Linked DNA regions of Rattus norvegicus: region 1 is linked to region 2. Evidence: chromatin contacts called from public Hi-C data. All regions are on one chromosome and are shown on one strand. The core of a region is the stretch at or near the end of the contact, and the rest is flanking DNA. Distances in the headings are between cores, read along the strand shown.

Evidence for each region. Hi-C and Micro-C count contacts between places; a contact is called where the count stands out from the background.
Region 1: a contact with region 2 is called in a Hi-C map of liver, with 2.2 times the contacts expected there. The contact joins the promoter of Pcnx3 here to the promoter of Cfl1 in region 2. A contact is called at or near these places in 2 of 12 Hi-C or Micro-C datasets (frontal cortex and liver).

The regions. Positions count from the first base shown.
Region 1 is chr1:212,401,465-212,404,327 of GRCr8, reverse strand. Pcnx3 (pecanex 3) reads left to right here and starts at 1,361. Exons shown (of 35, transcript XM_219515.11): 1 at 1,361-1,513; 2 at 1,836-2,023; 3 at 2,242-2,341; 4 at 2,464-2,503; 5 at 2,588-2,683. The coding sequence starts at 1,361.
Region 2 is chr1:212,225,493-212,228,557 of GRCr8, reverse strand. It overlaps Cfl1 (cofilin 1), which reads right to left and starts at 1,434. Exons shown (of 4, transcript NM_017147.3): 1 at 1,355-1,434. The coding sequence starts at 1,357.

The DNA.
Region 1 (2,863 bases), core at 112-2,611, 180 kb before region 2:
AGAATCCTTGTGTCTGAATCCTCAGCAAAATCACCCTTGCGATTGCGCCCAAACCCAAATCTGGTCTTGGCTACGAAGTTGCAGAACTCTTTAAGCTTCGTTCTTTTCATATATGAAATAACAAGATACCCTGCTTTTCAATGCTAGAGGGGGAGGTGAATAGGGAAGTTTGGAACTTCAGACTTGGCTTACACCTTAAGCTCTTGGAACCATTTAAAATTATCTTCCTTTCACCTGAGAGGCAATCCATTTTTTCGTGTCCTTTCCCCAAGAGGCAAAAACCTGACACTGTTGTTCAGAACTTTGCCTGGGATTCGATTCAGAGTTGAAGGGCCTTCAACAACTTCGTTAGTTTATCACTTGTGTCGGTCACTTTAAGCATGCCGATATCATCCTGTTCGACTACTCAAGTCTGATTAGGATCCTTCTCTCCATCGTCTAAGCTCTGACCCGGAAGTAGAGGCGTAAGCCAAGCGACGACTTGACTTACGGTCAACCAGTAGGAGGGCGGCCCAAGTTAGAGGTGTGACCCGGTAACGCAAACTGGAAGTAGCCTTGAGGAGTTCCAGCCTCCTACTTTTCTCCGCCTCCTGTAACGCATTGGAAAAGCTTTGCGCCAATCATTAAGTCGTTACCCAATGGCGACTCATCCGGGCATGCGCATGAGCCAAATCCCGTCCCTTTTTTTTTTTTTTTTTTGGACTCTCTAGAATTTGACTGCGCGCGCCTAAGACATCTCCGCATCCCGTCTTTTCGCTACTTCTCTGCGCTTGCGCACTTTTGCCACCAGGTTTTCCTTTTCCGGGTCCCAACAGGTTCTAACGGGCGCATGCGCCAGTGCAGGCTGGCAGCTCGCGGCTCCTTCTTCCGGCCTCCCCTTTGCGCCGGCACCGGTAGAAGCGGGGCGAACGCAGAACCCCAAGCTTTTGACCTGCGACCCCGGAAGTGGACCTCAGGGTCCCAAGGCTTTCTCCGGTCCGGAGCCAAGGGACCTATCACTGGCACTCCGAGAGCACCTATTCCACGCCCACCTCTGGATGCCGCCGACGGGTGCCCAGCCCGTGCCCTGCGCCTGCCTTCAGGCTTGGCCCCTTACAACAGTTCTGGGCCACCGGAGGGGGCCCAGGCCCCGCCTCTGATGCCAGTCCCACCTCTGTATTCCGGCCTGATCGGCTGACTGCCTGGGCCGGCCCCGCCCCCTGCCTGTGCCCTCACCCTGCCAATCCCCTCCCCCGTTGGGGGAGGCCATGGCGTGAAATCTAAGTCGGACCCCGGGACCCTCGGGCGCCAGCGGGGCATGGGCCGGGGGCCGCCCCCATGAGGGTCCCGGGAGGAGGGCGTGCGCAGCAGCGGCTGGGCCATGGGGTCTCAGGTGTTGCAGATCCTGCGCCAGGGTGTGTGGGCCTCGCTCACTGGCGGTTGGTTTTTCGATCCGCATCAGAGCACCTTCTCCAACTGCTTCCATCTCTATGTCTGGATCTTCTTGCTCATCTTTCCCTTCTTGCTGTACATGGTGAGAGGCTGCCACCACCTGTAACTACTGGGAGAGGGAGGGCAGTCTGGAGGGATGGGAGGAAGTGAGAAGAATCACTGTAGAGTTTGGTTTTATGTAGGGGGAAGACCAAGTCTTTCCTACATGGAGTGACCTTGAGCGCCTCATTTAATCTATTCGGTTAAACAGGACTGCTCCTAACAGGGGTCTTTGTACTGTTGCATGCAGGAGTGATGAAGTTTTGTAAACTGATGAATACCTAGTACTTTACAGTGATGGCAGGTACACTCTCAAGGGATCAAGGTTTTTCTGAGAAAGGGTTCAATTTAACTGTCATCTCCAGGTCCTGCCCCCCAGCCTGATGGTGGCTGGAGTGTACTGCCTGGTGGTAGCTGTCATCTTTGCTACCATCAAGACTGTGAACTATCGCCTGCATGCCATGTTCGACCAGGGCGAGATTGTGGAGAAACGCAACTCTACCATGGGGGAGCAGGAAGAAGAGGCTGCCCAGGGGGAGAGCAGTCTTCCCAGGTGACTAGGTGTTTCAGGGATTGTTTCTCTGTGTTTGTGGTTGTGTCTATGTCTTGGAAGATAGAGAAGGCTGAGGGAACACTGGCTCTAAGTACTTCCTGTAGTCAGGGTCAGAGCAGTAAAAGGGAGCTTTGAGGAGGAAGGAGTGTTAAGGTGAGAAGAAACAGTAAAGAGAGGTTAGCTGAGAGCCTCTGCTTAGCTCTTCTTTCTGTTTGCAGAGACCCTGGTGTAGAGATGACAGTGTTCCGGAAAGTGAGTTCCACACCCCCTGTACGCTGCAGTTCCCAGCATTCTGTTTTTGGCTTCAACCAGGTTTCAGTGAGTAGGCCCCAACCACAGGCTTCTGTCTCTGCTGTCCTGGGAGTCTGTCCCTGTTGTGGGCCTGTTCCAAGCCTGCTTCTTGCTCTGTTTGTTCATTTGTACTCTCTCCGTCTTACCAGGAATTGCTGCCCCGGATGGAGGATTCTGGGCCCCTCAGAGGTAGGTGGCTATATTCTGGGCTGGTTGGTGGTGGTGTCACAGGACCCCTGGGTCATTGTGACAACTCTGGTGATATGGTTATAGACATCAAGGAGCTGGTACGGGAGCAGGGCAGCAACAACGTGATTGTGACCTCTGCCGATCGGGAGATGCTGAAGCTCAGCTCTCAGGAGAACCTGAGTGAGTGGGCAGGGGTCTGGCAGGAAGAGCAGGTGTCCTGTGATTACGTCATCCCAAGTTTGGCTCCACTGTTGTGCTCCTGGATGGGATCCCCTTGGTGATCCTCTTGTGCCCATATCCTCAGTGGGAAATGGAGGTTGTGAAATCCCCTTACACTGGTTTGTGTTGTCACATGCCCTT
Region 2 (3,065 bases), core at 185-2,684:
ATCAGAACATCAGAAATTCACAAGACACCAACAGCTGCTCATTAGGCCCATCACAGCCTTCAAATGAAGTCATTGTATAAACGACACTCTTTCCTGCAGAGATCTCCCGAACACAAGAATTACAACCTTTAATTAAAGCCCTGCTGGACAACTCCGTGTCATCCAAGAGTACTAAGAGTCCTTAAAAAAAAAAAAAAAGACTAATAGGTCAACCGTAGTGTCCCAAATCGTCTAAAACTTTCTGCTTTGTATGGCCCTGGGGGACGACCCAATCAGAAATCTACAACCAACCCTCCCCACCACCACCATGGAACTGCAGAGGAAGCTATGCACGTGATTCACCCGCTTCCGGAGTAGGCGGAGAAAGATTGGGCTAGGTTCAGGGCCTCCCCAAGAGACACTGTCTCCCGGAGGCAGCCAGGCGGCGAGACTTCAGTTGTCTCAACGCCTAGTAATCGCCTTTAGGAATAGGCGTGAGCCCAGTCAGTTTGAGAGGTAGCTTGGGCCAGTCAGTCCACACAACAGTTTTCCATGCCCTCAGGCTAAGCATAAAAGCTGGGTGGCTTCCGGGCGGTACCCGCCTCGGTCACTTCCCTAAACGCGGCTCCACCCTCGGCTCCATCCGGCACAGCAGCAAAAGGCCTTAGCTCGTGTAGAGCTGCGGCCGGGATGGCAGGGCCCAAGCATGTGCGCACGCGCTGTTCTAGCTCTAACCGAAGTACACTGAATAGAGAAGAGGGTGTGTAATCGTTCTTTCTAGAAAGGGGGAGATAGCCTGTAAACCCGTGTTGAAAGGAGTCTCAGGAGCCGGCTACTCAATCAGGTTCCCTGATGCCTCAGCATCTCGGAGAGCCACGCCGCCCCCGCCCCTCCCAGACGGCGGAATCCCTGCCACCTGCTGTGGAGACCAACCTATCCGCAGAGGGATGATGTGGGGAAGGAACAGCCTTAGGGTGGGGCGCGCGCAGACACCTCGCGCGCTTTTCTCTAGTGGCCCCAGGGCAGGGTTTGGATGCCGCGTGCTCTGGTCCAGCGCGCGCCATCGAGAACCAGAGAGCGTTGCCCGAGGCTCCGCACACTGGACCCCTCCCCCACGGCCAGTGTTCGCGCTGGCGCAAAAGCAGAATGGGGGAAGGGAAAGGAGCCAGGGGGCGCACGAGCGACGTCCGAATCGGCCCTTCCCAGCGCCCACAGGCGCGCACGCGCAGCCTGCCCTTCAATGAGACCCTTAATCTCGCTCGGGGTGCTGGGGGATGGGATACTAAGAACGCTTCTCTGCCGCCCCCACCCCACCCGGCGCGCAAGCGACGGATCACGAAACCGCTTCCCTTAGGCGCAGTGGCCTAGTGCTCACCATGTTTCCGGAAACGAAAGGGAGACAGAAAAGAGCTACAGAAGAACAGAGCCGCCGCAGCTGCTGCCGGGATCCGACTGAACGCGGCCTCTCCCGGCCCCTTCCGTTTAGTAGGAGCCGCACAATGAGGGGCGGGGCGGCCTTCCGGCGCTCGCCGCGCGGGCCGACGGGAAGTGAAGTCCGAGGACTTTGCACCGAAATAGAACTAGCTGCTACCCAGTTCCGCAGAGCTTGAGGCGCAGAGTAGGCGGAGGCCGAGAGGCGTGGGCTGTTGCACGGAGAATGAACCCATTGGTGCAATGGACCAGAGCACGCTCTAAGCCAAGAGGCCTATCGCTTGATAAAAATGACCTGAAAATAATTCTCTACTTGAACCTTTATCTCAGAAGTGGTGTTTTTTTTGTTCTTTATGGTTCCTAAAAACCAAGATTTTTCTTTTCTGAATCATCGGCTTGGGATCTTCTCCCAAAGAAAAGAGAATCGCAAGTATAACGGTGTCTTTAAGCCCATAGAAATGCTTCCGTGGAGTGAAATTTCAACAAATAGGATTTTTTAAAACGGGAAATGCTACAATATAGTTTGAGAACTTCGGCTTTTTTAAAAGACATTTGGCAAATTCTTAAGTCAATGGGTAATTCGTAGGGAAAGGGTGAAGAATTGTGCATTAAAGACTTTATATTTCATTTACTAGGATACAAGAAAAGGAATACTTCAACTTAGTTCCCGAGTTGATAGATTTATGATTATTTTAACACAAAGACTCTCTATGAAAGCAAGAGTTTAAAATAAACTGGGGTGGGAAATCCAGCAAGATTTCTCTGACCTCAAACAATGACCATGGAGTCACACTCTGCAGAAAAAGAGGGCAAGGTCACAAACAAGTCAGAGGCAGACGAAATAGGGGCCTTGACTTCCCCAAGCGGAATAAAGGGTGTAAATGAGGAGCTACCCCAGGAGCAAGGCAACACGCAGAGGATGCCGGGGGTTGTAGTCAGGGGCTTTCTGCTGCACGAAGGGTCTAAGCTGCAGGAGCTCCAAGTGGAGGCCAAAGCTTGACCCCCTCCTATCCCAAGTGCCGAGGCTAAAGAGAAGACGAGCTCCGCCTTAAACGAGACTCGCAGTTTCCCAGAGCAACGGGGGGAGGGGCTACGCAGTTACCCTGGAGACGCGCTTCTTCCGCCCCCGGCCGCGGGATGCCCTAGATGTCCTTATTAGGGCATGAGCCTCCAGAGGGCGTGCCCAGCCCAAGCGCCAGCTGCAGGCTCCTTATAAGGCTGCTTGAGGGAGGAGGCGGGTGCGGAAAGCTAGATTGAGACGAGGGTCTGCGAATTGGGCGCCCAGCGACTTCCGGCATGACAGCTGAAGACCGTGCGTTGTTCCAAACCCTAAAGGGACCACTGTGCTCTATTGAGCCTTGTGTCCCTCAGTCTGAGTCATCCTTCCCTCAGCAAGGTTCCCATCTTTATCCTCCCTGAGGCTCCTTCACCTTTAATGAGCCACAAAAGCAAAGTGTCTACCAGCTTTCCCGGAATCCAGCCTTGAGCCCATGTTCGAACTCCCCACCTGCCAGGACACACCTTTTATTTCTCCTTGCCCTTGCGATACACATCCTCGTCATTCACCTAGCCTGAGACTTCTGTGCCCATCCCCGACTTCGCACATTTCGAGATCTTACTGCCACTCCTGCCTTACCTTTATTTCATCCCTTGCA